2 separate regions of the Mus musculus genome follow, and region 2 is linked to region 1. A link is a contact called in public Hi-C data. All regions are on one chromosome and are shown on one strand. Each heading gives the region's core, a stretch centred on a gene start, on an enhancer-like site or on the middle of the called end of the contact. The rest is flanking DNA. Distances are from core to core; before and after follow the strand shown. Region 1 overlaps Lpar1 (lysophosphatidic acid receptor 1). Region 2 has its middle 120 kb from the start of Olfr267.

What was found. A called contact is a pair of places that touch in the nucleus more often than the background predicts.
Region 2: a Hi-C map of uterus shows a contact between it and region 1, with 4 times the contacts expected there. The contact joins two enhancer-like sites. A contact is called at or near these places in 3 of 484 Hi-C or Micro-C datasets (cranial neural crest, nephron progenitors and uterus) and 1 of 9 other capture datasets (adipose tissue).

The regions. Positions count from the first base shown.
Region 1 is chr4:58,506,629-58,513,875 of GRCm38.p6, reverse strand. The region is part of intron 1 of Lpar1 (lysophosphatidic acid receptor 1); the gene reads left to right. Among named protein-coding and RNA genes, the nearest start is that of Lpar1, 43 kb to the left of the region's middle. Within about 2 kb of position 4,780, at least 32 of the 459 cell types and tissues checked have an H3K27ac peak or open chromatin away from gene starts, as enhancers often do. A contact at or near this core is called in uterus, where this site is marked.
Region 2 is chr4:58,665,894-58,673,140 of GRCm38.p6, reverse strand. No RefSeq gene overlaps it. Among named protein-coding and RNA genes, the nearest start is that of Olfr267, 120 kb to the left of the region's middle. Within about 2 kb of position 2,505, at least 63 of the 459 cell types and tissues checked have an H3K27ac peak or open chromatin away from gene starts, as enhancers often do. A contact at or near this core is called in uterus, where this site is marked.

The sequences.
Region 1 (7,247 bases), core at 3,531-6,030:
CAGACACTGAGATGAAGGTTTGGACATTGTGGTTTTGCGCTATGGGACGACATAGGGTTGTGCTCGGTCTGTCTATTACCCAAAGAAGGAATTTAGTTTTCCTACTTTCCGAGATCCTCTGTCTTCCTTCCTTTCATTCCTTCCTGAGGTACAGATCCCATCTTTCTCTTCTTGAGCTCTTTCATTCTGACCACACTTACTTGGATTTCATTTCCTTTTAACTCAGAAATTCATAGTTATGGCTCATTCCTGAAAATGTCCCTAAAGCAGAGATTCTCCAGTTATCTAAGCATAATAAAACACACTAGCTTGATTCTGAGAGGGTATTTATTTTCCAGTACATCCTTCACTATTGAAGTGACCACTGATTTGGGGCTATTTCATTATTATGTCTTATATTCTGTGAGTTTCGGGACAGCATTTCTTCCTACCAGGAATGTCTGCAATGGTAATCTTTTGTATTCAGTTTTAACATCGAGATAATGAGTTTATTAATGCAGTTTTTGTCTTATTTCTTCAGCTTAGAAGCTAGCCTAGGCATCTTCTCTTTCTCTCTCTCTCTCTCTCTCTCTCTCTCTCTCTCTGTCTCTCTCTGGTGCTTTCCTTTCCTTTTCTTTTCCCTCCTCTTGTGTGTGCCTGACTGGCCAGGAAGAACGACGCTGCAACAGGATCCTTCCGCACACATTTATTGGGAGAGCTTGATTGCAGAGGCGAAGAGACCCCAAGCCCAGAACTGGTGCTGCTTATATAGGCCTAGGAGAGGCGTTCTCTCTCATCTGATTGGTTAACTTGTCTCTCATCTGATTGGTTAACTTGTCTCTCATCTGATTGGTTAACTTTGGTTAATTCTCAAAACCTCATCTTGGCAAAAGAACCTTTACTGCCTATGTATGTGTGGTGGCCAGCAGTAGCCAACTGCTACTCTGCAACTGCCACTCTGCAACAGCTTCCCACACCCTCCCTCCCTCCCTCCTTCCCTCTGTCCCCCTCTCTTCCTTCCTTCCTTTCTTCCTTCCTTCCTTCCTTCCTTCCTTCCTTCCTTCCTTCCTTCCTTTTTATTCATAGCTTCAGACCTGTGATCTTTCTGCTTCAGCCTCCCAAGAGCTGGAGTCCCCATTCCTCTTCTTTAAAGGTTCAGTGTCTTTTGAAGCCCCACACTCATGACCTCATCATTTGGCTCCACTTCCAAGAACAACTGTTGTAAATGGTGATTGTGGGCATCAAATCTCAATGCGTAAACTTAAAAAATTCGATGTGTTTACTTTATTTTATTTGTATGAGTGTTTTACTTGAATGTATGTCTATGTACCATATGTGTTCCTGGTGCCCAGTAAGGTCTGAAGAAGGCATCCTCTGGAACTGTAGCTATGGATGGCTTGATCTTGTATGTGGGAATCAAGCCTGGGACCTTTGCAGGAGCAGCAGGTGCTCTTAACCACTAAGCCACCTCCCCAGCCTCAGCACACACACTTTTAAAGGTCATAGTCAAGCCATAGCGTACAACTGTTCTCCATAAACCTTTCCTTATGATGATTCTGCAATTCTATGCCCATTAAACATACCCTGCGGACCATTCTTCCTTCTCAGTGCCTGGCAACACTAGCATGTGACCTATTTCCCTTAGCAAAATGTCACTAAGGTGCACCTTGCTTGGTGCCTATGTCAGGGCTTGATTCATTTTTAAGGTGTAATAATATCCCATTATGGGTATCTACCAGTTTGTTTATATATGTGTATCTACCACTGGACACTTGGGTTTCTTCCATCTCTGGGCCACTGTATCTATGCTATGTGAACATGAGTAATTGAGTAGCTCTGAAAGATCCTATCTTAATAATTTGGAAATGTGTTCAAAAGTGGGATTTCTGCCTCACATTTTGAGTTTTCTGAGGCTTTTCCATTTGCTTCTGCGTTGACTGTAGCACTTTACATTTGTACCAGAGATCCAGTCTTTCACATCCTCTTGAACAAGACCATAATAATTTTGCTTTGTGTCTTTCTGGTAGTCAGCACTGTGGAGTTTCATTTTGGCTGTTTTCTGTTCACTGACATGTCCTTTAAGGAAGTATTTACTTAAGTCCTCCACCCATCCTTTATCACATTATTTGCTCTTGCACGAAGAAAGTGACGTCCCTGTTAAACCGCCTCTGTGCCATTTGTTTTCCCTCAAGTGTGCTGGTTATCCTTACTTGAATATTTGCTATTCTCTGAGCCATACTTTCTAACCAACATGACCTAATCTATTACCATAAGCACTTGTGCTCCACCCCCATCTCAGCCCCAACAATGGCTAACATCATCTTGAATTTCTGCATTGATACTTTTCATTTTATGGATAGTTCTGAACTTTTTATTTGGGGTCATATTCTTTGCAATTCATTTTTTTTTTTTTTTTTTTTTTTTTTTAGAATTTGATCAGTTACAGATGTTTTTAAAGTGTTAGCTCCATGAAGCTTGATTAGGAAACTGAGCCCTTCTTCTGATTTCCCCTTATTACACCAACTCTGTTGTCCCTCTGGTGTTAAGTCTTTGTTTCAATTGGGTTAGTAGTCACACCTGTCTGTTGTAGCGTTGGGGATCGACTTGAGGCCCCAAACCTGGGGCCTGGCTCATGCTAGGTAAGGGTTCCGTGGTTCATCCGTGTCTCTAATCCTTCATTAATGTGCTGGGCCCCCATTACTATCGTTCACTCTCATGCCGTGTGAAAATCTGTGGACCTTTTTATTCTGAAACAAAAAATTGGGTCTGTTTCAAGGTCATCATTTTTTTTTTGTCATCATCTTTTTAATGCTGACTTAGTTTTCTATGTATTAACTCTGCATTTAACATCAGGCTCTCTTATAAACCTACCATCTGTATATCCAGATGGACAACTGGTCTACCAAGGACACCTTCTTCACTCTCATGTGTGCCATCCAGGGATGCTCTTCACAGTTAACTTCCTTTGGCTCCTCCTGTGTTGACATCTATTGTCCTAGTCTCCACCTCTGTTTTCCTTCCTGTCTCCAGCAGCACATCCTCCAGAAGGGTCACCTCCCTCTCATTGTCCCACTGTCACCTTGCGTCTAGGGGCATTACTTAACAGTTTGAAGGCACTTGGATTCCCACCTGTTGGTTTCTGAGTTCCCCTTTTCTGAGGTCTTTCAGGAGTTTTGTTTAATGACCATGTTGCTGCCATGGCTGCCTTGGTGTCAGTTTTTGCAGTGCTGGCTTCAGTCCTCCTGCTGCCCACATGCTCACACATACTTGTCCTCTACCGATAAGCTGCAGCCTTTCTAGCCCTTAAAGGACTTTAAAATCTCCAGATTAGTATAATCCTATCAAAGTCCATTGAGGTGAACAGCTTCTTATGGCCTCTTTCAGTCTACAGACACATGACCTACCATTTTAGGGACTCATGAGTCCTCCCCACCCCCCTTTTCCCTTTTGAACCCAGGGCAATGAGTCTGCTAGCTAAGGCCTCTGACACTGGTCTACAACCCAGCCCACTTTTGGCTCCGCAGTTGCCCAGGCTGCTCTTGAACTTGCAGCCCTCCCTCTGGCCTTAGCTTGTTTTCCTTTATTCCTTTATTCTTCTGATATATCTCTTAGGGTTTCTGCTTTATTTCTTTCTTCCTCTGCTCTGTTCTCCCATCTTATTTTTAAATTCTAGCCAGCTTTCTTAAGTTCACATTCTAATCCTTTTAAATTTGGAGTTAATTGCTTTTTAAACATCCTGTTTTTGTTTCAGTGAGCACAGTGTCTCGCTCTGGAACTTAGGATTGTTAAGTCTTTTCCTTCTGATCAGAGTTTCCAAAGGACAGACCTTTCTATCTCGTGCTTTGTGGGAGGTAAGTGTGGTGGTGAATGCTGTCTCGTTCTGGTGGAAGGACAGATGGGGACAGATGCTAAGAGAGACAGTGTCTCATCTCCTCAATGCTCCAGGTCTTGGGTCCAGAACACTTCTCCTGGGTTTCCGCCAGGAGGCTGTCAAGCTTGTTTGTAGAACAAAACAGGTATAAAGACTGATTCCCCCCACCCCCACACACACACCATTTAATCTCAAGTGAGTATCCGTGAAGCAGTTTTCTAAAATTTTGGGGCATTCATCTTCAAAAACAAAAACCAAAAAGGATATAGAATCTTATGGAACCCAGGCTAACACCAAGCTCGCCATTTAGCTGAGGGTGACCTTGAACTTCTGATCCCCCTGTCTCTGCTTCCTAAGTTTGGGATTACAGGCATGTGTCACCATGTACAGCTTCCTTCCTGCCAAGACTTTCTTTCGCCTATCCTGTGTTGGGGATGGTGTCTTTAAATGTAGGTTTCCCTATCCCAGCGATCTGATTTGTCTTCTTCTCAGTATTCATTTTCTGTTATTTCCATGACTACCTTTGCTTAAGTTCACAGTCCAGACCTACCTTTCTTTGTCCTTTGGGACAAACTCTTTCCTGACCTTGACTTTCCATCCTGGTGACGTGCCCTGTGTTCAGAGATGCTGCTGCAGTGCCCTCAGCAACCTTACAAACGTGAACTAGAAGTTTCTCTTTTAAGAATCATACTTATTGTTTAAGTAAATACAGGCTCTCAATCTGGAATCCCTTTACTTTCAACTCTCACAGTATGTCTTACTGGCCTGCTGCGCTTGGACATTTTTCTGTTGCTTATCCTAGGAGAGAGAAGCTGGTGTCTACTCAATATTTCTCCTTTTCTTCTCCTCAGCCCCTCTTTGCTGGGGATCTACCCTGTGTGTTTTCAAGAGGCTCGTATGAGTCATGACTTGACTGATATCCAGAATAAGGAAAAAGGTTAGGCTTATAGTAGGTTAATTTGCCAATTAGAGGTTTATCTTCCTGTGAGGCCTGGGGAGGGAGCCAGCTTCAGTTGAAGCCGTCAGATGGAAGTCTGCTTCCAACTGGAGTTTTTCTTTTAGGCATTTGGTGTGGCATTCACTAATTAGTGGAGCCTTTGTCATTTGGCACTGCTGTCCCCGACTGCGACTGCGGCTGCGGCTAGCTTGTGGCATTCTTTTCTCACAGTTTTCTGGTGAATTCTTCATAGCCGATGCAAGTCAGGAATAAATGCAGCCTGAGTTTACTCTCTTTGTTGGCTTTTGGAGGCAGAGGCTCTTCTGAAAGTGTTTTCAATGCACCCCAGCTCTCCCAGGCCTGGTGCCCTCCTCCTGCTGAGCACCCGGCCAGGTCGCCTGGGTTCTCCATTGCTTATTTCTGTACATGCACTTGGAACTTGCAGCTTCTCATGGAGGGTTTGGCCTTTGCTCCCCGTGGGCCATCTAGGCCCATCTTCCCAGCATATGTCTTTGGAGGTTTAAGCGAGAATTGGGATCCATTCTGTGGTTTCTAGGGCTGATTTCCTAATATTTTCTCCCCTCATCAATCAGTCTAGTAGACTGTCTTGACAAGGAGTCAGCCAGTGTATTTTTTCATTTGAAAAATTAAAAAAAAATTAATTCTTTGTGATCCTTGCTACTCCATTTTAATTTGTGCATATTTTACTGGTCTTCATATAAGAGTCTAGATATTGTTTCCAATTTGCTTTCTTATACCAGAAATGTCATTCCTTAGTTATATTTATAATTAAATTAAAAAAAAATGACTCTGTGTGTGTGTGTGTGGTATATAGATGTATGCATGCATGTGGTAGCCTGAGGTGTCTTTCTCAATGACTTAGTACCTTATTTCTTCACATGGGGAGCTCAACCATTTAGCTAGATTGTCTGAAGAGTGAACCCCGGGGATTCTCCTGTCTTTTCTTCCACAGTGCTTCCTCCCCCATACACAAACATATATGTATATGTACATGTATGTATCCAGGTACATATGCATGTAAAGCCAGAGGATAATTTTAGATGTCATCTTCTGGAATGCTGTCTACCCCTTTGGATTAGGCTAGACTGTCTGTGAGCTCCAGAGACCCTCCTATCTGTGCCACGTCAGTGCTGGGCCTTCAAATAGTTGCTACCACCCCTAGGCAAGGCAAGCACTTTATTAAATGAGCTATCTGCCCTGTCCTCCAGCTTGCTCTTTCGCTTGGAGGGTTAGGCTGTAGAAAGAGCCTGGTCTCTGGCATCAGGCTGGTCTGAGTTCAAGGTTTAGAGCTCTCCTGGCTTTGTGGCTGTGGTCGGGTCATGCACGTAACCTTTTGAAGTCTTGGAAGTCTCCCTTGTGACAGGAGCTAACGGCATCTGCCCAAGGCTGTGTGGAAGAGCTGCTGCTGAGCTTGGTGTGCAGAGGGCTTTCCTTAACTCCCGGCCCCTCTCTCTTCTCTCTTTTTAGTACTGATGACGTATGACAGCTTGGTTTTTGATAGGTGTCTTAGTTAGGGTTTAATTGCAGTGAAGAGACACCATGACCAAGGCAACTTTTATAAAGGACAACATGTAGTTAGGGCTGGCTTACTGGTTCTGAGGTTCAGTCCATTATCATGGCAGGAAGCATGGCAGCATCCAGGCAGGTATGGTACTGGAGGAGCTGAGGGTTCTACATCTTGTTCCGAAGGTGAACAAGAGATGACTGGCTCCCAGGCAGCTAGGAAGAGAGTCTCAAAGGCCACCACCATGGTGACACACTTACTCCAACAAGGCCACACCTACTCCAACAAGCCACACCTCTTGATGGTGCCACTCCCTGTGTCAAGCATATTCAAGCCACCAGAAGGTACATTTTCTTGTTACACACTAGGTGTTGTGTTCCCCTCTGGTCAGTCTTTTTACTGTAGCAACTGAAGTTACTTTGAGCCAAATAGTAATAGACTTGATCATGCAGATTAGTGTTTTAGAATGGAATCCCACTTGCTGGCTTTTGGTTGTTGTCATGTTCCTTTTATACTCATTTGTGAATATAGAGAGTTGAAATGAGTTATAAATGCATGAAGATTATGGAGAACTGAAAGTAGGGTTGGACATGAGGTCATGTGTTAGTATAAAACAGTACGCTGCTGGGTTCTATAACTTTCCTGTGGTTGAATCCATATCCTAGAAGCTGCTATGAGGAACAGAAAGCACCATCCTTTCTCCTGGGTCTTTTGTTTACATTGTCATTGTCTTTTTCTTTCTCTTTAAAGTAGGGCTGAGGAGAATATCAGCATTGGCTTAGGGTAGCTGTGGAATCCCATGTTGACACCGGGCCAAGATGGTTTGCAAAGGTTGCTTGCTATGTGTTTGTTTATAAAGCAATTACCCATGGCTTAAAACAAGTAGAACCTGATGTGCTTCAGGCTATGGTTGAAGGCATGATACTCATGCAAGC
Region 2 (7,247 bases), core at 1,256-3,755, 160 kb before region 1:
ACTCAAATAACCCCAAAGGGGGTTAATGTATTTACAAAATAGAGACCCACAGGTGTCACCACACTTAACGTCTGAAGAGCTTATGAGTCTTCAAGAAAAAGACAGGCGTGCAAATGTTTCAAGAGGTAATTCATAAATGGTTTATACATATATAAATATTTATATTGCAGACTATCAGAAATCTGAGATGGTTTGTGGTGAAGGTGGGAGAAACCTCACTGATATTCCAGTAAGTGCTTTCTAATCGTATATGCATAAGTAACGCTCATGTTGGGAAATGTTTGGTACAGTCTTCCATCATGTTGACTAGTTAACCCTGTGTGTGTGGGGGGGGGAGGAACGTGGGTGTGTTGGTGTGTGCTGTAAGGGGTGAATGTATGGCCTCACACAGGCTAGGTTAGCACGAAGCTACACTCCAGACCAGAATTTTAAATTCCCACCTTGGTTCTCCGCTGACTCATAGATTCCACTGAGAAATTTGCTCATAGTCTAGTGAAGAGTCTCTTGGATGCAGCTTGTTTTTATTGACACTTTAACTTTTGGTCTTTTTGACTTTGGCTATTGATAGTGAAGTTATGATGTGTCTGGGTGATGACACTTTTAAATTGAAGGATTTTTGAACTTCATGGAGCTAAATATTCGCCTATCTCCCAAAGTTTGTGAATTTGTCTTTATTTATTTATTTATTTATTTTTACACTTTCCCTCATCTTACTCTATTTTGTATTCTTTTATTTGGTGGATCCTTCTGAAAAATCTAGAGACATTGGTAAAACATCTGGAGTTTCACTGTTGCTGCTGTCCACCACAGCATCAGCAAGGTCAACCTCCCAACTCCCTGAACCTCGCAATGCCTGAGTGACACTGCTTTCCTAAAGCCCCCACCAAGCCACATGTACGCTAGGCTGCGAGCAACGCGGTACAGCCTGACTCTCCCCTTTCCTAGATTGCACTTGGGTATAATTAATGCTCCCCGCCTCTGCTTCTTTGCAGTAGCTCCATTGTCTCTTTCTTACCATCCTATGAATTCTCAGGTGCGAGTTTAGGAGCCATGATGAAGTTAGACTTGCTTATTCCGATTTTATCCTGTCGTAGATTAACCCACTTAGGGCCCCCTCCACTCACATAGTGAATGTCAACAAATAGACACTTAGCTTTTTGTCCCGCTCTTCTGTCCTGTTAATGGATGGGCCAGTCTCCTTTAGCATCAAGGACATCCAACAGCGCATGCCTGGCGAGAGGCACGCTGGGAATGAAGGGTGCTGCTCTGTGCTTTACCTCCTGCGTCTCTCACTTTGCACAGAGCGGGCTGTCTCCCTGCTCAACTATACTTTGAATGCATCTTTGGCCTCAGCTAAGTCGTTGTGTTCATGGCTCTCCTTTTCTTTCTCCCTATGGTAAATAAGTTGGTGTCTTTCCTTATATCCCAAGGACATGGTGGAGCCCAGCTGACTGACGAAAGTGAAACAGAGGCCGAGAAGCCTCCAAATAGGCATAAGGAAAGTCTTAAGACGCTGACCCATGAGTCTGCCTCAGAGGTAAACACTTCAGTTAGACAGAGAACTGACCTTCTGACTTCCGCCCCTCGGGGAATATTAGTTTTACCGTCTCTGCTAAAATGATGGCAACCAGGCTGGGAACCTCAGCTAGCTTATTTATTCAATGTGACAGCTCCTCCTCCACACACGGGGACCAACCCTGTGCTTACCACCTTTCCAAACTCAGTAGGTCTTGAATACTCTAAAAAACAAATCAAATCAAGACACCCAAATCTCATCAAAGAAGCAGACCTGGGTGGATAGGCATTAAAAAAAAAAAAAAAAAAAAAAAAAAAAAAAGATTAAAAAAAATCCCCAGTTACCTTTGTTTCTCTCTCTCCAAAAAGAAAACTAGAAATACTTTCAAAATGGGCATCACCTTTAAAAATTGGAAATGCCCATTGTAGCTTTTAAAACATGTTAAATTATCTCACTGACGCTCAGTTACACACACACACACACACACACACACACACACACACACACACACACACGCTGCAGTTCCAACTGCTTGTGTGGTGGAGGGAAAAATAAATTCCAAATTAAAAATGAGCCTGTTGCTTACAGCTGTCTCCTGTTAGAAGACTGATTGCTCAGTGGGAAGTGGACGCTCACAAATCGTCTGCTTTTGGAGGTAACTGATAATAGAGTTTTAATACCCTAAGAAAAATAAAAGCTTGCTCCTCAGCGAGCGACTCAAACCCGCCATTGCTTGAGTTAAGTAGCGAGGCCTGCGGTGCAGTAATTACCCCGTGGGGGCCTCAGGGAAAGGAAAGTGCATTCCAGACACCTAATCATTTACAATTGAGTCTAATGAGCTAGTAATTTACAGCTTGGGGGTGGAAGTAAGGAAAGGTCCCTGCCAGGAACTGGGCAGCCTCTTAAAATCCCGGGGTTTAATGAAGGCATCGGAGGGTGAATTCATACAGCTGAACTTGTGTAATTCCATCTGCGCGGTGCTCGGACAAGAAGTAAATGACAGGGCACTTGGGACCTACATCTGGAAACAACATGTTTCAAAGGATTTTATAAATCCTGCAGTAAAAGGAGGAAAAAAAAAAAAAAAGAAGGAAGAAAAAAAATGAGGTAGAGAGGCCTAATTATGGGGGGATGGGAAAGTTCCACAAAGGGCCATTGCAGGCTCTTTTTAACTTGAAGAAATAACATTTTCTCATGTCAAGGTCAGACATTGATTATAATTGCTAAAGCATGCTTCTTGCCAGGCTCCTATGAAAGCAGCAGGTACTTGAATCCTCCTTTCTGGACTGGAGCCGGGTGAGGAGCAGAGAGGAAACAGTACACACTGGATGCACGCCAATGCCCCTCCCCCCTCACGTCTTTAGTTTGTTAATATATCGGGTTCTGTTCACTATTTCTTCTTAGCTACAACTAGCGTGTAACGGAGTTAGCTCTAAACAGATAAAGGAATGGGTGGTGGGGGCAAAAACTATTTGCTGGACAATCTCATCCTTATGTTGTGCTGATGACTGGTGTGTGTGTGTGTGTGTGTGTGTGTGTGTACGTGTGTACACATTTCTCGTCACTTAGCAGGGGTGTTCTTTTAATGTTCTTTGTATTTCTTTACCTTTTAGTTTTGGCAGTGCTGGGGTTTGAACTCAGGGCCTGGTGTATTCTAGGGAAGTGCTCCTCCAGTGAGCTTGATCCCATCGATCCCATCGATCCCATCGATCCCATCGGTGTTCCTCTGATCTTACTTTGGTGTTAATCCTTTCTATGTCCCCGGCACATGCTCCACGCTTTCCAAATTCTTCAAAAACATTTTCTCTTTTTCGTCGTGTTTCTTCATTCTTTCCTCTGCTAGTGTCTCTGCGAGTTGGTGGGAAATGAGTTTAGGTCAAATAGGAGAGTGGGGGAAGAGAAAGCCTTGGAGAAGTCTAAGTTCAAGCTACCGCTCAGTACTTTCTCCTCCCCCTGCCGTAGCGTTTCAGAAGGAAGGACGGAATGTGGTGCTCGCAAGGACAATTAGACTGATCCAAAACAGGTTGTGTCTCTTCTTCATAATTAACGGACCAGATAACAGTGGTTAGCATTTCTAGTGTGCTATGTGGTTTATGTATATTATTGTAGACAATAGGTCTCACTACCAGATCTGAATGGTCTGAAATTCACCATATAGACCAGGCTGGCCTTGAACCCACAGAGATCTACTTGCCTCTGCCTGCAGCCCCATACCCAGTTCTTTTATCTGATTCTTGTAGGAGCCCAGTGAAACAAACTTTGCCTTCATCACACTTCTCAGATGAGAAATTCTGGCTATTATAAATAGGGCTGCTATGAACATAGGGGAGCATGTGTCCTTATTACCAGTTGGAACATCTTCAGGGTATATGCCCAGGAGAGGTATAGCTGGATCTTCCGGTAGTACTATGTCCAGTTTTCTGAGGAACCGCCAGACTGATTGTTCCAGCTTGCAATCCCACCAACAATGGAGGAGTGTTCCTCTTTCCACAACCTCGCCAGCATCTTGTTTCGTGGAAATTAACAGGGCAAGTTCTGTAGGATGGCAAAGGGAGAGAGCAACCTCAGCTCTTAACTCCAGAACTCAGGCTTAACTCCCTTAACGTAGGAACAGAGTTTCATACAGTTGAGTGTCATATTTAGGGACTTAGGAAACATTTGTCCAGGAGGCAGAGTGATAATCCTAGTGACAGCTGGGAGATACTTCTTTCCCTCCAAACATAAAATTCAATCCTTAAGTCTCCCATACACTCACTGGGCAACAGAGAACAGAAGGTATTATTTTTTTCTTGTGTAATACTCTCTGCCATTGAGCTCGGAATCTGACTCAAAGCAAAAGTGTAATTGGTTTTCAAGTGTTTTATTTCCCTGTTTTCTAGAGAAAAGGCTGTTTTCCACGTCTTAACTTTGAACATACCCCTTTGATTAAAAATAACAAACAAGGTCTTTGTTAAGTTTCTCAAGATCTAGAGTGTGCTTTTTGAAAGCCTGGGCAAAACTTCTTTACTGCAATAATAATTATTCTCTGCAAGGCTGTGTGTGCTGAGCCATAATCAGAACCACGTGATAAGGCTCTCCACTCTGGTTTCAGTGCACATGAACCTCCGAGGACTTTCAAGTTAAATAAATCTTTACATGTGTGATGAAAACAAGCTCCGAGACACTGTGAGTGTTACCAGCAGTGGAATCTGAGACCAGAGGGCTAATGAGCATGGAACAATTAGAAAAAATCTTAATATTAAGCCTGTACTTCTCTTTCTGTTTGGTTTGTAGAGAGCCTGACTGTTAGAATTCCCTTTGGTGCTACTAGCTTGCTTCCATTCTTAAGATTATACAGATAAGCTTAAAAAACAAATCAGGCAGTTGAAGAACTGTGTATTTCATCTCAAAATGTGTGTGTGTTTGTCTGTGTGTGTATGTACATACATGTGTGTCTGTGTGTGTGAATGTATGAGTTTGTGTGGTTATGTGTTATGTGTGTGTATGTATGGTGTGGTTATGTTTGTGTATGTATGAGTATATGTGTGTGTATGTATGTCTGTGTATGTGTGTGTTGTAGGTGCATGTGTGTCTGTGTGTATATTGTGTAAGTGTGTATGAGTGTGCATATATGTGCATGCATGTGTGTTTGTGTGGTTATGTGTGTATATGTATATATATATGAATGGGCATGTGTGATTTTATATATATATGTATATATATGTGTGTGTATAAATGGGTGTGTATGGTTATATGTGTATAGGTATGTGTGTATGAGTATATATATATGTGTGTGTGTGTGTATGCATGTGTGTGTGTGAGAGAGAGAGAGATTTGTGTATGTAGATACAGGTACATGTGTGCATAAGCATATGAAGATTAGAGGTTGATGTCTGGTGTTTCTCTCAATTGTTCCTCTCCCCCCCCTTCTTCCCCCTCCTTCCACTCCCTCTCCCCTTTCTTTCTCTTTCTTTCTCTTTGAGACAGGGTCTCTCACTGAACACAGATTTCATCAGTTTGACTTACTAGCCAGCCAGTAAGCCTAAGAGATCCTCCTATCTCCCTCTCTCAGGTCTGAGATCACAGGGTTGTGCCTGCCACTGCCCCCAGTTTTTTATGTGGGGCCAGGGATCTGAATTCACAGTCTTATGCATGGCTGTCAGAAGATCACGGAAGTAATAAATTAAATAATAAATTAAATAATAAATTAAATAATAATTTAAACCAGTGAGTTGTACTGACATCAGATATTGCTTCCAAGGTAACAGAGACATGATACATATTGACTCTCAAATATCTTCCACAAGTTTAATTCATAATCATCATAAAAATACACAAACATAAAAATACACAAACATAAAAGTACATGAACACCAAGATCATTTATTGTTGCTCTTTTTTTTTAATCCTCTAGAGAATTGCATTACCATCCCATTTATCAGACATGATTAGAGATTGAACTTTTCCACCACATAAATCCTCCCTGAAGTTTTATATCTTCAAATTTTTAATATTTAATATTTGCAACTAGAAAGATATGGATACCTTTCTTAAGGACGTGAATTGATGGTCTGTCTTCTTGCAAAAGAGAGGCTGATTGTAACTTAGTCTTACCTTGTGTCTTATGACATCAGATTGCTGTTCTAAATCATTGTCCTCCCATGCTACTATACCTTCTGCTGTGTTGTAGGATTGTTGCTGGGCTCTAAGGCTATGGAGACACGAAGGGTTGTGCTTTATAAAGATGGTTGATCTCTCTCTCTCTCTCTCTCTCTCTCTGTGTGTGTGTGTGTGTGTGTGTGTGTGTGTGTGTGTGTGTGTGTGTGTTTGGGTGAGAGCAGACCCCTTTTCAGTTTCCGTAGCCCTTCATCAGTAGCTCTGAAGGAGTCTGCTGAACCCCTTACTTAGGAATTGGAGCTCTCACACGTACACTGGCCATGTCGGGGCTGTGGCTGTTGCATTTGTAGTTCAGATTGTGGAGTAGATGCCCAGGACTGCCTCATTACTCACTTCCCTCCCCCATTTTATTGGATAATTTATTTACATTTCAAATGTTATCCCCTTTCTGTCTCCCATCTGGAAACCCCCTATCCTATTCCCCCCTCCCTGCCTCTATGAGGGTTCTTCCCCACCCACCCATCTACCCACTCCTGCCTTCCTGCCTTGGCATTCTTATATTGGGGCATCAAGCCCCGACAGGACCCACTGGTGTCCAACAAGGCCATCTCTGCCACATATGTGGCCAAAGCCATGTATTCTTTGGTTGATGGTCCAGTCCCTGGGAGCTTGGGGGGGGGGGTCTGGCCAGTTGACACTGTTGCTTTCCCCATGGGGCTACAAACCCCCTCAGGTCCTTCAGTCCCTTCTCCAACTCCTCCATCGAGAACCACCCCCCGACCCCCGCACGCTCAGTGCAATGGTTGTCTGTGAGCATCTGTTTCTGTATTTGTCAGGCTCTGGCAGAGACTTTTAAGAGACAGTTATGTCAGGCTCCTGCGGGAAGCACTTCCCGGCATCCACAATAGCGTCCAGGTTTGGTGACTGTATATGGGATGGATCCCCAGGTGGGGCAGATAATGTCCAGGATGTGGAGAAAGAGAAACACTCCTCCATTACTGGTAGGATTGCAAGCTGGTACAACCACTCTGGAAATCAGTCTGGCGGTTCCTCAGAAAACTGGACATAGTACTACCTGAGGATACAGCTATACCACTCCTGGGCATATACCCAGAAGATGCTCTAACAGGTAATA